Regions from separate parts of the Sus scrofa genome. Here all the other regions are linked to region 1. The links are chromatin contacts, called in public Hi-C and HiChIP or PLAC-seq maps. All regions are on one chromosome and are shown on one strand. Each heading gives the region's core, a stretch centred on a gene start, on an enhancer-like site or on the middle of the called end of the contact. The rest is flanking DNA. Distances are from core to core; before and after follow the strand shown.

Region 1 (4,857 bases), core at 1,126-3,625:
CATCTGCCCCGAGACATCAGGGAACAGCAGCCTTCCTCCATCCCAGGGGCTCCTCCTACCTGACTCCCAGGCTGTCGACACACCTTCTGATCCAAAAGGTCCAACCTGCCACATCCTTCACTCTGCCACCTCTCCACCTCTGTGTATTCTGTTGTTACAACCTACACGGCCCTCTCTGGCCTCACTCTGATTAGCAAGATGCTATCCAAACGCAACAATCAGAGGCCGGAGTCCTGATTCCTGATCAGCACCAACTCCTCTCCCCTGCACTCCACAGCACGGTCACGGCCATCTCCAGGTCTGTTTTTGCTCACAGGGCAGGGCCCATGTTGGCAGCATATCTGTGTTCTCTCTGTGTAATTCACACAGTCAAAAAATACACTTACTGGCGCCTGTGCTGTGAGGATGCTACAGGAAATAAAGCAGCGCTTCTGAGCTCTTTCACCCACCTCATAAACAGCAAATGTCACACACAGAATGCCACACACAGAAGCTGGACGCCATCGGCTGGAGCTCCTCCCTCCAGCATGGCCACCTCGCAACCTACGTCTTTCCCTCCCACCCCACCTGGACCCTGACTCCCAAGCACCTCCGTGCTCGCTCCAAGGTCGCCAGCCTCCTTGTCTGTAAATCCGATGGATTCTCTGCCACTCTGGTTTTGCCTCATCTCCTGTGGTGTGTGACACCACTGATCACGCCCACAGATCCCATGACATGAGATGCTATGGTATTCTTGCTTTGGGGAACATCCAACCTCCTTTTTTGTACCATCTTGCTCCGCCTGCTACTAAAACGTAGACATTCCTGAGGTTCTGCCCCCGACCCTGGCTTCTCAATCCTCACTCTCTCAAGGGACTTCATTTGCCATTGAACCCTTATGACTCTCAAACTGCTCTGTCCTGCCCAAGCCCTGAGTTTCCCCATGTGCCTCATGCAACACTCCTCAAAACTGAATTCACTGTCTCTCTCCAAAAAATCTGCTTCTCTTCCAAACTCAACTTCCGTCGACAACACTACCACCCACCTGGTCACACCAGCCAAAATCCAAGGACCATCCTCAATTCCTTCTTCTCCTTCCCACTGTCATCCAAGTGCTTAAGCTCTGTCACCTCCTCCTCCAAAACACCTCTCCAATGGGTCAACGACTCTCCATCCCGCTGCTGCTGCCCTGGTGCCAGCCATGGCCAGTCCTTACCTCCTCTATGGGTCTTGACTGCTCTTTACCCAGTTCTCAACACAGTGTTCTCTGTGATAACGTGAATACGACTAACTCGCTCCCCAGCTCGAATTCATGGCTCCCTATTACTTTTGAAACAAAGTTCAAAATTTTTTGTTTTTTGTTTTCTCAGGGCCACACCCTGGCATATGGAGGTTCCCAGGCTAAGGGTCGAATTGGAGCTACAGCTGCCGGCCTACACCACCGCCACAGCCACGCCAGATCCGAGTTGCACCTGTGACCTACACCACAGCTCAAGACAGTGCAGGATCCTTAACCCACTGAGCCAGGCCAGGGGTCGAACCCACAACCTCATGGTTCCTAGTCGGATTCGTTTCCGCTGCGCCAGGACGGGAACGCCAACAAAATTCAATTATCTTAACAGGCTTGCAGGAGCCTCTGTGTTCGGACCCCTGCCTCATGTCTCTGCTATGAGCTCTACATAACCTGCCCAATACCAGGTGTCCTCCTGCCTCTACACACGATGGTACCACTCCATGCGTTCACTCGACACATTTAGCGAGTGCCTGTGATGTGTCAGTTAAGGAAAACAGAGAAAATCTCCACCTTCACGGAGTTTAGCAGAGAAAGCCAACCCTTAATCCCAAATAATCAAAACAAGACCCTTCCAAATGCGCTGACGACGGGCCTGGGGATGGCTGGGCCTGTGGGCTTGGCTTCCATCCCCGAGGCCCTCCACCCTGAGACCCTCCCCATCGCCCCGCCCCCTGCCCAGGCCCCGCCCCTCACCGGCCTCGTAGCCTTCATCTCGCTTCTCCCGCTTCACGCGGCGCTCGGAGGGCTCTGTCTGGCTACGCTCCCGCCCGTGCGTGCTGCTGCGGGCCTCCGCTTCGGCCCCGCGCCGCCCGCTCCCGCGCTCGCTCCCACGCTCCCGGCTCCGCTTTCGTCGTTCGCCACCGCTGCTGCCGCCGCCGCTGCTCCGGTGCTTGTGTTTTTTGTGCTCCCGGTGCCGAGGCGGCTGCTCGGTGGCGCTCCCGGTGCTCGCTCCTGCCGTAGTCCCGGCCGCCTCCTTCTCCCCGCGGTGCTTCTTTGACGACCCCATGGTGGTAGGTCCACCCGAGCCCCGCCGCCGCCGCCGCCGCCGCCACCGCCGCCGCCGAGCCCCGACGGCGCAAAATGGGAACACTTCCGGGTCGGGCCCGGCTGCGCCGTCGCGTTGCCGGAAACCAAGAGCGGCTGCTTCCGTCCTTTGCCTCGGAGCTGCCCCAAAGGCTCATGGGAAGGCTGGGATCGGGCCCGACTGCGCATTCGCGGCCGGCACTGGCCGAGCGGCGGTCTTTGACATAGTGGTCGGATTGCGCGTGCGCTCAAGCTTGAGGGGCGCGTTCGAGTCCGGGGAAGACCGTATCCCAGAATTTGAAGGACCTAGGGCCCATCTAAGCCAGCATGGCCTCCCTGGCTTCCCTCCGCTTGCACACCCTCAGCCACGGGATGCTCACTGCAGCGCCCGCCGCTCCAGCAGAAGTCCTCCTAGTAGACTCCCTGGGGTCGTGGCCGATCAGGTGTAGGAGGACGGAGCACGTTCTGCTCCTGAGACCCTCAGCTCCACAACCCAGCCTCCTCCCAGCCCCCACAACTAATATTGTCTGCAAACGCTGCCTTCCCACGGTCCCTGAATTGGGTTTTTTTAACGTGCGCTTTGACTGCTACGGAGCTCGAGATGGGCCTTTGCATGCCTGTGAACCCCTGAAATCGAACGCAAAATTTAGCACATCGGGGTGTGTGTGTGTGTGTGTGTGTGTGTGTGTGTGTGTGTGTGTGTGTGTGAGAGAGAGAGAGAGAGAGCGCGCTCGCGGGAGCTGCTGCTGCTTTTTTTTTTTCCCTCTTGAGAGGAGCTCTAACTTGAAGTTGCTTGAAGCTAAAATCTCAGTTTACACAGGAATTCTCCTATGGCGCAGCGAGTTAAAGATCTAAAGATCCGGGACTGTCACTGGAGCGACTTGGGTCACTCCTGTGGCTTGGGTTCAATTCCTGACCCAGGAACTCTCGCATGCCACAGGCACAGCCAAATAAACAACAACAACAAAAACTCTGTTCACACAATCTCTCCATCCCTCCTGACACCCCTCACCTCCCAGTTGCCCCATCTGGAGGCCCATCTGTCTGTGATTATGCTCCCCTTTAAAGTTCCGCTTTCCTCCCCCCCAGAACTGGGAGTTCCCAAAGGCAGAAGCCATTCTGTCCTATTCACTCTTGACTTTCTAGGACCCAGCATTTCTAGGGCAAGTTGCCGCTGTTGCTCTTGGAGATGCCATGCTCACACCTCAGGAGCAGAGGCAGAGCTGTGCACAGGGAGGGGGCAGCCAGAACAGCCAGAGTTCCTCTGGGATGTGGGGAAAGCCTGCTGCAAACCCACCTGCCACCGCCAGCTCCCAACACGCAGCCCCTTCCCACCACCAGAAATCTCACACTATTTTCCACAAAGCATTTAATTTTATTTTTAATTTTAATCTTAGACACCAGACTCCTGGTCTGAGCTTGAGTTAGAGTGCTTATCAGGCTGGCTGCCGGTGGATCCTGTCTTCGTGGGGCTCTGAGAAGAGTCCTGCATTCTTGCCCCCACTGACCTGTGGCTCCTTAAAGACAAAAGACACCAAGAGGCCACTGGGCTCTACAGCTCTCTGTCCCTGTGCCCAAGAAGACATGGGCTGTTGGATGGGTGAGGCCATCATCACTGATGTCGGGGCTCCTGTACTGTGTGACCCTGAGAAGTGATTACCCCTCCTCAAGCCTCAAAACCCCTGCTGTGCACCTAGTTGTTGGAAAGCATACGCGTATGTGGAGTGACTGGCCAGGCCCCAGCCCAGGGTGGGAACTTGGTGTGCGGTGCATTCCTGTGTCCTTGGGCATGGCCCTACCCCTCGGGTTCTTAGTTTCCGCACCGGAAGTAGGGAAAATAACCCTGGCCCTGCCTTCCTCCGCTCAAGCTGGACTCGTCCTCCAGGTCAGGGAGTGGATGGGGCAGGTCTGAAGCCCAGATTCTGGGTGGATCCAGGGCCGGCAGACGCGGGGTGAGACCCTGTGGGGAGTGCTGGTGATGGTGCCCTTTCTCCCCGCAGTTGGGCCTCACCTGGGTTTCCTGGGGGCACCTTCTCTGTCCCCCTTTCCTGCCTCAGCCAGCAGCTGCTCCTCATCCAGTCCCAGTTCCGACAGCACCTGGGAGAAGCGCCGCGTCACCGTGAGCCGGGCATTGACCTGAGGAGAGAGAAGAGGGGTTCCCTCTCTTGACAGGGCTGCTGAGGACACCATGAGGCTCTGATTACACAGGGGTCCTGGGGCTTCCAGATGGGCGGCAGCCTTGGGGGGCCTGACTCAGGGGGCCCACTCCCACCCACTGGGCCAGTGAAAAGCTTGGTTCTCCGGAGCCCATGTGCTGACCCAGCTGCTGGCCTCACCTGCATGGCCTGCTGGAACAGGTAGGGCCGGGCCTGCACCCTGTGCTGGATGCCCTGCAACTCTGCCTGGTACTCAGCAAAGCGCTGTCGCTCCTGGCGCCTGCGGGGAGATGGGCCTCTGAGCAGCTAACCCTGGACACGCGTCACCCCCGCTCCTCGGCCCACTCGTTCTCACTAAGGACTTTCTGTTTCTGTCCTCCCACCCTTAGCTCTACAAAGCCGTTT
Region 2 (4,857 bases), core at 1,321-3,820, 57 kb after region 1:
CTCCCCACATCACTGTGGCCCCCTGGGATTCTTGCCTGGCCTCCCTGGGTGAGAGCCGGTGAGGTCAGGGGCCAGGAACGTTGCTGAAGCCACGAAATGGGAGTTAGTGACTGAGGAGCTTGGAATGTGCTGCCTCTGAAAGGACGTCCTTGTGGCTCCACCGACGGTTAGAGCAGGAAGGGACTTTCAGACTCCTGTAATCACACACACACACACACACACTCTTGAGATCTGAGCCCCTAATCTGTCACTGTCCCAGGCTGCCTGGGGAGCAGTGCAGGGTGGTGTTTCTGGGACCGGCAGAGGGATGCAGTCAAGGCTGACCTGTGTTAGGCCACCACCTGGCTGCCTCTGTCACCCTGACCTGTCCTGCTTGGGCTCAGCCGAGGAGTTCAGATCTCAGTGTGTGTGTGTGTGTGTGTGTGCACATGTGTGTTGTATGACTGCCTTAGCAAGTGATCAGAGCCCCCGCACTCCCACCCGAGGCTTTTTATCAACATAGGTATTTATCTTTGCTATTGTCATATGCTGCACGAAGCACATGGCATTTTATACGTATTCTCCAACAATCCCGAGATGTTGTCATCATCATATAGTTATATACAATGATGATTAGGGCTTCACTTTACAGAGGAGGCTCTGAGACCTCTGAGGCCTCACCTAGGTCACACTGCTGGTGAGCAGCCTGGTAGAATTCAAAGCCAGCTCTCAGACTTGTCTGATTCCCGCACATATGTTCCTTTCCATGAGTCACACTGCCTCAAAAAAATCTCTCTCTCTTTCCATCTCTCCCTCTCCCTCTCTCTCTCACACACCCACCCACACCCACCCACCCACACCCACACACCTGTATATTTCTCATTCTCATTCTGGTAAACATTGGTTTCTTTTCTCTTTAGAAAATGACAAGCATCAAGTAGAATAAGGGCAAGGGAGAGGCACCAGGCTGGCAACCACCTTCTGAGCGTACATCACTTTATAGCTTACAAAGCACTTTCACATGTGTGACCTCATTGAATCCCACAGCAGCCCCATGAGGTCAGCGGGAGGCTCAATTATTGCCACTGGGGCCGGGACTCAGAAGGAGGGTGACCTGCCCAGGGTAAGAGATAGAAAATGGTAACTCTGGGACTGCAAGCCCCAGGCCAGGCTGGCCTCTTGGCTCTAAGTCCTGAACGCATCTACAGACCTTGGCCTCTGTCCCCAAGGACAGCAGCCCAGGATCCCACCTTCCTGAAATCCTCCTTCCCTGAGGTCAAAGCTGGAACTGATCAAAAGGAGGTACCAGTGGAAAGCAGGAGCGTCCAGCTCTCTCTCAAGTGACCCTGGCGGCTCCTTACTTCATCTGGGCCTCAGTTTCCTCATCTGTAGAATGGGAAGAGACAGAGAAGCAGCTTTGGGGCGGTCCTCTCAGCACCAACATATGTGAAAAGCTGTCTGTGAGGGCTTTGAAATCGCTTGCCCAAACCTGGGCTGGGAGCTCCCACAGCCCTGATTTGGCAACCTGCTTCGGCCACTTGCTTAGTGATCTTGGGCCCTTCATTTCCACATCTCTCAGCCTCACTTCCCCCATCTGTAAAATGGGGACGATAATGGCACCTACCTCGCAGCGCTGCTGGTCTTCGGCTGTTGATATTTGTCCCTGGCCTCACATTCATACAGACTTTTGATGTAATCTCCAAACAAGGCTAGTGACCACACAGTCCTGGAAGAGTAGTTACAGTATTTAAAGAAAATGATGTTTATCAGACCACAGGACAAGTGCCCCACTGCAGGCTTTCACTGCTTACAGAGGTTCTGAATGAAAACTTGTCCTGACTCCTGAAATTACCCTGCGAGTAGGGCAATTACATTGCATAGTATTTGGGGATAGTTCAAAGCATTATCATGTCATTGTAAACATTTAAAATATACACCATTTTTGGAGTTCTCTGGTGGCTCAACAGGTTGATGATCTGGCACTGTCACTGCTGTGGCTTGGGGCGCTGCTGTGGTGAGGATGCCATCCCTGGCCTGGCAACTTCTGCATACCAACGGGCACAGCCAAATAAGTGTGTGTGTGTGTGTGTGTGTGTGTATCTACCACTTTTGTAATCCTGGTTTGTCATTCACTTTTTAGTAAACCTGAACCTTAAGACAACGCCAGTGAAAGGGCTTCACACCACAGACTTGGATGGCGGTAGCACGGTTCCTGGCATGAAATAAGCACCCAGTAAATAATGATAATGATGATAATAATAATGCTATCACATTTGTAACCCATTTTACAGTTTCCAGACCCCTTTCATTCCAACCTCCCACGCGCGGCCAGGGCGCTGTGTGATTATTTCGTCCCATTTTACGGATGCAAACACTGAGGGCTCTGGGATCTGGTGGCGGGATCTAGGTCTGCGCAGGTGGAGGGCGAGGCGAGGCGGGGCGGGGCTGGGCGGGGCGCAGGTGCCTCCGTCGGCGGGGGAATCCTTCGCTCCACCTGGGCGCGGCGAGGAAATTGCACCATGTATGGGCAGCTACGTCAGAGGAGGCGGACCTGCCGCTGTCGCAGGGGGACGTCAAGTCCGCCCTTTTTCCCCACCAAAAAGCGGCTAGCCGGCTGTAGGAGGCGACGAAAAGTTCAGGGCGGACTGGCAAAAGGCGGTGCGATTGCAGAGGTGGAGCCCCGAGGTGACCAGCGCCGCTGAGGAACGCCCCCCCCCGCCCCAGTGGAAGTGGTTCAGCCCGAGGACTTTTCATTCATAAAAAGAAAAGACTCCGCGAGGAGCGAGTGAGTCAGAACCAGAGCCGCCGACACGGACCCCACAGAGCAGCCAGCCCAGGGCATGTTCCGAGACTTCGGGGAACCGGGACCGAGCTCCGGGGCCGGAGGTGCGTACGGCGGCCCGGCGCAGCCCCCGGTGACAGGCCAGCAGGTGAGAGGAACCCTACGCCCAGTGTCCCCAGGTGGACAGCGCCTGAGACGGTGCGGGCCGCTCCAGCACAATCCGGACCGGGGCCGGGAACCGCAGGAGGGAGTGGGGCTCGGAGGGGTGGCAGCGGATCCTGCCCATTCTCGGTTGTCCAAGGGCTCTTTTCCCCCCACAGCCCAGTGGGACGCGCGCGGCGGGGGGGGGAACGAAGATCTGCGAACGTCCCCTCTGTGGCTCGCGCTCTTTCCCCCTCTCTCTGCGGTCTCTCCGTCCCTCCGTCTCTGTTACCGTCTTTCCTTCCTCCTGTCCACCGCCGATTTCTTTGTCCCATCTGCGTCCGAAGGGGACCCCTTGTCCGGGATGAGTTCTAGTCCCGGCAGAATCAAAGAGAACTAAATTCCAAGAGCCGGAGTCTGAGCTGCGGCCGAGATGTCCCCTCGCACAGAGAGGATCTACCGGCGGGCTGGACCCGGCAGACTGGGAATCCTGGGCGGTCTGTCTGTGATCATCCCGGCGCCCGCCCGTTTGTCTGTCCCTCCCCATCCCGTCGCCAGATCCTTATCATCATCTCGGCGCAGTGGAGCCTGGTGGGCTCCGGGAGACCGGCTCTTGACCCTTTTACGGGATGCGTCCGGCAGAGACCGTGAGGTGCAGGGAGACGTGCGCGGGGTCAGGCTGCGGGCAAGTCCCGCGCCCCCGGCTCTCGGCACCAAACGGCGCCCGCTGCCGGCAGGGGGGAACCTGGGAGGCTGCAGGTGCCCATTTCCTGTCGAGGGGCCGTGAGCACGTGTCGCTAGGGGAGGGAAGGAGCGGCGTCCGTTCCGCCGAGTCACGGCAGCCGAGTCACGGTGGCTGACTCACGCGGGGCGCCCCTCCCTTCCTGGCCCGGAGGGGCCCGGGCCTGGACAACCTCGGGAGCTGGAGATGCCGCCGGCGGTACCTTGGCCCGAAACTGGGGTCACTGGGCCATTGGGCCCGCAGCACTAAGCCGGGGACACTGCTGTCCTGACTTGTCTGGGCTTGTGGGGCGCTTCCCGGACGACTGGGCGCCCACACCCAGGGCTTGAATCTAGTTCTTTTTCCAAACAGTAAGCCCCCATCTCAACCCATTCCTCACGTTTCTGGCTGGAAGGGAATTGTGGCAGGTGATACCTGGAGCACATACTGTGCAGCTCTGCCTGGTGCCGGGCAGTTTCCGCCTCATTTATCTTAACTCCTAGAATCTAAGACCCCACTGATACTAAAACCCATCATTATTTTGTAGCACAAAAATTGTTTTCAAGTTGCCAATTGAACTATGAGAGCTGCTATTCAGGGCCACTAAAGGGTACTTCTTAGCATCATTGAAATGCTGTAATCCCTCCCTGTGACAATATTAAAAACGAGGAGACTGAGGCACACTGAGATTAAATAATTTGCCCAGAGAGCCAGTAAATGGCTGAGTTAAGATCAAAGCCGGGATAGCCTGAACCCAGAGCAGTGGTCCTTGTCCACACTTACCAGGCTCTCTCACACACATCCTCTCACCTGATTCTCACAATCACCCTTGAAGCCAGAAGCTGTCACTCTCCTCTTCATGCTGATGAGACTCAGGCTGCGTGCAAGAGTGGGCAAGGGCCTGGCTTCCTGGGCACAAACCTGCTTCCCACTTACTGGCTGTGCGTCTATGGAGAACTGTTTTCCTGTCTGAAAATGAAGATACTGTTGTGTAAATTATATGAGTCAGGATTAGCAAAGTCGTTGGGCCAGTGCCTGGAATTCACACTTTCTTAGCTCCGATGGGAGAAATGGAGGCCCCAGAGGTTGTGTGACCTGCCTAAAGTCACACAGTTCATAAGCAGGGATGCCTGCCAAGCTGCGCCCTCTCTGGTCTCTCAGAACCAGCAGCTGCCTTGAGGGTGGGCAGCAGTGTGACTTCTGTCCCCTGGAAGCCCCTCCGTCCCTACAGACC
Region 3 (4,857 bases), core at 676-3,175, 39 kb after region 1:
GGGGACTTTCTGAGAGCACAGAACCCAGCCGTTAAGTCCTCTTCAGTTCCTCCCGTCCCGTCTCCCAAATCTGCCACAACCAACAGAACCAAGGCGCCTGAGCGGTCAGAAAGGACAAGGCAGCTGGGGACCAGCTGGCCCCCTCTGGGTGCCACCGACCTGCTTACCTCTGAAAGTGGGCAGGGGGCTGGCTGGCCTGGGATGGGGCCTGTGATGTCTCCTCTTCCCCATCAGTATCTGTATCCTCAGACTCATCCTGGGAACAAGACAGGAATCAGAGGCGACAAGAAAGGCGTGGGCCCATTACTGGAAAGCCGGACCTCTGCAGCCGCCATGTGCAAGGCAACCAACACAAAGAGGTCACAGGTGAGGATGGGACCAGGCCTCCAGCCAGCTGGGCCTGGCCTGATGCAAGGCTGCCCTCTCCACCCTGCAAGGCAGGACAGAGGGCTGGGGCCTCAGCTCACCTCCTGCTCCGAGTCTGTCCCCGACAGCTTCTTGTCCTTGCCTTTGCTTCCCATGCCACCGTTCTTCCGGCTGCCGCCGCCTGGCTTCCGGCCCCTTCGGGAAGGTGGAGTCCATCTGCCCAGAGGTCTCCCCACTCCTCTGCCATCCCCCAAGACACCTCCAACCCCGGGGGCCTTGGCCTTCCCCACATGGACACTGACTCCCCACCTGCGAGGACCCTTGTCCCCGTCCATGTGGTTGTCTTCCCCATCTCCCTGCATGTCAGGCACAGAGGCCACCAGATCCTTTAAGAAGTCAAACTGCTGCTCCAGCTCAATGCACTGCTTCCTGGAAGAGGTGGGGAGGGAATGGCACTCAGGTGAGGCACAGATGTCTGTACTCTCAGCAAAGTGCTCTCTGGATGTCAGGGGAACAGAGCCTGGATCGTTTCAATCCCAGCCATGCCCCCTTTCTTAGAATACCCAGTCCCTGCCAACTCAAACCTACCAGCCTTTGAGTCCTCGCCCAGCCGCCTCCCACCTCCCTCCCTATCAGGGCACAGCCTCCCCTAAGCGTGTGGACTCCGGGCGGAGGCCCCACACGAGCCCTCCCAGATCGGAGCCACTCACAGGTGGGATGTGGTCATGGTCTTGGCATTTCTAGACTGGGTCACTTGGCAGGCCTTCTTCAGCAGTGACTCCAGGAAAAGCTCGAGCGCCCGAGCTGAGGGTCGTCAAGGCGAACGCGGGTTCTAACAATGTCCTGGCCCCCAAAAAGCGACCCGGGGCTGCCGGCCTCCCCCGCCTCCCTCAACCCAGCCAGCCCTCGACAGGATACAGATGATGACAGGCACAGCTGCCGCCACCTTCCCAATCTCTTCATCCGTCTGCATTATCTTCTTGATGCGTGCCTGAGGAAGGGGCAGAGAGCTCGGACCCCGTCGCCGCGGCCCCCGAAAGGGTGCGCGGGGCGGGGGGCAGAGAGAGGGAGCATCCCGGGAGGAAGGGGGCGGGGGGCACCGACGCGGAGAGGGCACGGAAGGGGGCGGGGCGTCCGGGCCCCCGAACGGCGCGATGCGCCCGCCTCCCTGGCCGGGCCTGGGCCGGAGCCTCCCGAGAGCCCGGCTCGTTCCTCCCGAGGCCGGCCACGTGCTCACCGGCGGGAACCGCGCGTTGTACTTCTTCTTCTTGCTCGGCATCTCGGGGCCTCTCTCGCCGCGCCGGGCCCAGCGCCGCCGCCCGCAGCCTCCCGGCCCCCGGGCCTGCTCGTCGCCCGCCCGCCGCGGTTCCCCCGGGTCCTGGTGCCGCCTCCTCCGCCCCCGCCACTCCCCCCACAGGGTCCTAGCGCCGCCGGTCAGCACTCGGCCGGCGGGGCCCGAGCGCCCTCCCCTCACAGCCTCCCGCCCGGTGCGCGTCTGTCCGGGACTGGACGGCCGCGACCGCCCGCCCCCAAGACCTGAAGAGCGAACGTTAGCTCCGCCCCCCGCAGGCCCGCCCCGCCTCGCGTTCCCAATGGCCCCGCCCCCGGGGTCAGCACCGCCCCGACGGCCCTGCCCCTTCCCCCCGGTCCCGCCCTATGCTGCGCTTGTCTATAAAGTTGTTGTTGAGGCGGCGGGGCAATAAGATGGCGGCGGCGGCTGCAGCCGTGGCGGGGGCGGGGCGCGGCGGCGGCGGCGCGGAGCCCCGGCAGGAGCGGAGCCGGGCCCGGGGCTGGGCCGGCGCCGAGCGCAGCGAAGGCCGGAGGTGACGCCCGGGCGGCGGGAGGGGGCAGGGCGGGGCGGGGCAGGGGCGCTGCTCGGGCCGTGAGCACTAATGGCGGCGGGCGCGGCGGGCGCGGCGGGGCGGGAGGCTGGCCCTCCCGCAGGCTCTAACAAGCCTGGGTTCGAGTCCGGGCTCGGCCCGTTGGCCTCGGATTGGTCACTGCCCTCTCTGGCCTGCATGTCTTCGTCTTTAAGTAGGCGGGATAACGCCCGCCTGGAGGCCTGGCCCTGTGGGGCCTGTCGGGGTGCCTCGTTCCATTACATCCCAGCGCCCGGGAGACCCGCCTGCCTTGGCAGCGTCGGGAGCCGCAGCTGGGCCGGCGGCCCCCACACCCGAGTTCACTTTTCGGCCCTTTCACGCACTGCAGGTGTGACCTTGGGTAAGCCCCCTCCTCTGTGAGCTTCAGTTTCCTACTCTGTAGGTCAAGGATAGTAGTGATAATAGTAACAGCATTTATATAGTTCTTGTTCCACCTCCTAGTATTTAATTCTCTACAGCTGTTTGAGACGGGAGCAGCTATTTTTCATTGTACAGATGAGGCAACTGAGGCACAGAGACATTAAGTTTTGCCCAAGGCCGCAGGGATTAGTTCAGTGCCTGGCACCTACGTGCTCAGGCCCAGGAAGCTGGATCTGTCCTGGACCTGCCCTAACTTGGTTCCCACCCGGCAGGATGGAACCAGGCGAGGAGCTGGAGGATGAAGATTCTCCAGGTGGTCGTGAAGATGGCTTCACTGCTGAGCACCTGGCCGCAGAGGCCATGGCAGCTGACATGGACCCCTGGCTGGTGTTTGATGCCCGAACCACACCTGCCACGGAGCTGGATGCCTGGTTGGCCAAGTACCCACCATCCCAGGTTACCCGCTATGGGGACCCTGGCTCTCCCAACTCTGAGCCCGTGGGCTGGATTGCAGCATATGGGCAGGGCTATGTCCCCAACTCAGGCGACGTGCAGGGCCTGCAGGCAGCCTGGGAGGCTCTGCAGACCAGCGGGCGCCCCGTCACACCAGGTACCCTGCGCCAGCTGGCCATCACCCACCACGTGCTCTCGGGCAAATGGCTGATACACCTGGCACCTGGCTTCAAGCTGGATCACGCCTGGGCTGGCATTGCTCGAGCCGTGGTCGAGGGCCGGCTTCAGGTAGCCAAGGTGAGCCCACGGGCCAAGGAGGGTGGGCGGCAGGTCATCTGTGTTTATACGGACGACTTCACGGACCGCTTGGGTGTACTGGAGGCAGATGCCGCCATCCGCGCGGCAGGCATTAAGTGTCTGCTCACCTACAAGCCTGACGTCTACACCTACCTGGGTATCTACCGGGCCAACCGCTGGCACCTCTGCCCCACTCTCTATGAGAGCCGTTTCCAGCTGGGAGGCAGCGCCCGTGGCTCCCGGGTGCTGGACCGCGCCAACAACGTGGAGCTGACCTAGTGGGACCAAATGGAAGAGACCACCCACTGCCTCCCCTGCGGGGGACGGATCCTCTCGTCTTCCCCCTCCTCGTCCCACGGAGGCCAAGCCCCCCAGCTCTGAGGACTAGGTTACTCGGAAACTGCCTGCATCTTCGGTCCCTTTGAACTTTGGTCCTGTGTTCAGGGCTGACTCGAGTCCTCACTGGCTGGAGGCTCTGGCTCCCTGAGGGCCGGACCCTCAGCCTCTCTTTGCCGCTGCTCCCCCCTGTCATCCAGGACCACGGGCTGGGTGCAGACGCCAGGAGGAGAGCCTGCCTTGGCTGCTCCCTCCCCTGGCTCTTCCCTCCTCCTGCATCCTCCCCTTCTCTCCCTCCCTCACAAGAGAGACAGCCTCGTGCTTCCATCCCTCTCCCTGGAGCCTTCACGGTCTAGGGGCAGAGGCCCCCGCAGGCCTGAGCATGCCATTTTGTTGGGGACGGGTGATTGTTCCCACTCAGCACCTGGCAGAGAGAGGGGGCCAGGGCCATGGACATGGGGCCTGCCCCTCCCTGCCACCTCAGAGCCCCTACCACCTTCCCTCTTTCTTTGGCTACCTTATCATGTGCCTGCTTCTGGCATTTCAATAAAACCCAACTTGGGTCTGTGTCTTGAGTGTTTAAAATGCTGTGCTGGTGGTTTCCTGCTTTGGTCGCTGGAGAGAGGCAGGGCCAGCAGAAACTGTGCCTGGGCCCCATAATTGCCAAGGCTGGATACCTCTCTGAGAGCTTCTGCAAAGCCAGCTCTGTGTCCCTTCCATTCCCAGAATCAGAATCCATTTGGGGGTAATCTCAGTGATGACCCATAAATCCAAGGGCTTGGCCCAGCAGCTCTGAGGAACTGTGCCCACTGGGCGTATGTGTGTCTGTTAGAGAAAGGTACCCTTTTGGTCCTGACAGTTTTAGGCCAGGGCATATGGTCTGGTGGGCAGAGGATGGGTTGGGTTTCTGCTGCCTAAGCTGGATATCCTTGTGCAGTGAACAACCTGCACAACCGTAAGTAGCCCTGGAAGTCCTTCGTTTACACTCACCTCTTGCACTACCCTGAACATCGCAGAGGCCACTAGACTGTTTGCAAAGCACTTCATGTGGATTATTTCATTCTCGCGACCTGACAGGAGATTTTGACCCAATTTATGGTCAAGAAAATGGAGCCCAAGAGGAGAAGGGCGTTCCCTCAGGGTTATGCAGTGAGCTGGGCAGGGC

What was found. Hi-C and Micro-C count contacts between places; a contact is called where the count stands out from the background. HiChIP or PLAC-seq counts read pairs in DNA pulled down with a chosen protein or histone mark.
Region 2: a contact with region 1 is called in an H3K27ac HiChIP or PLAC-seq map of alveolar macrophages, with 4 times the contacts expected there. The contact joins the promoter of FOSL1 here to the promoter of SART1 in region 1. A contact is called at or near these places in 1 of 5 promoter capture datasets (liver), 5 of 47 Hi-C or Micro-C datasets (alveolar macrophages, embryonic fibroblasts, heart right ventricle and 2 more) and 2 of 2 datasets of contacts at active chromatin or transcription factors (alveolar macrophages and skeletal muscle).
Region 3: a Hi-C map of embryonic fibroblasts shows a contact between it and region 1, with 2.8 times the contacts expected there. The contact joins the promoter of DRAP1 here to the promoter of SART1 in region 1. A contact is called at or near these places in 2 of 5 promoter capture datasets (fetal skeletal muscle and liver), 6 of 47 Hi-C or Micro-C datasets (embryonic fibroblasts, epiblast stem cells, heart right ventricle and 2 more) and 2 of 2 datasets of contacts at active chromatin or transcription factors (alveolar macrophages and skeletal muscle).

What each region holds. Positions count from the first base shown.
Region 1 is chr2:6,370,967-6,375,823 of Sscrofa11.1, forward strand. SART1 (U4/U6.U5 tri-snRNP-associated protein 1) reads right to left here and starts at 2,376. Exons shown (of 20, transcript XM_003122517.6): 1 at 1,967-2,376. The coding sequence starts at 2,279. It overlaps TSGA10IP (testis-specific protein 10-interacting protein), which reads right to left. Exons shown (of 9, transcript XM_021083386.1): 7 at 4,633-4,732; 8 at 4,308-4,432; 9 at 3,651-3,813. The coding sequence ends at 3,690.
Region 2 is chr2:6,427,588-6,432,444 of Sscrofa11.1, forward strand. It overlaps FOSL1 (fos-related antigen 1), which reads left to right and starts at 2,571. Exons shown (of 4, transcript XM_003122519.3): 1 at 2,571-2,909. The coding sequence starts at 2,820.
Region 3 is chr2:6,410,010-6,414,866 of Sscrofa11.1, forward strand. It overlaps DRAP1 (dr1-associated corepressor), which reads right to left and starts at 1,926. Exons shown (of 6, transcript XM_013994078.2): 1 at 1,604-1,926; 2 at 1,285-1,357; 3 at 1,077-1,170; 4 at 468-795; 5 at 168-256. The coding sequence starts at 1,645. C2H11orf68 (UPF0696 protein C11orf68 homolog) reads left to right here and starts at 1,937. Exons shown (of 2, transcript XM_003122554.4): 1 at 1,937-2,189; 2 at 2,879-4,277. The coding sequence starts at 2,023. The coding sequence ends at 3,635.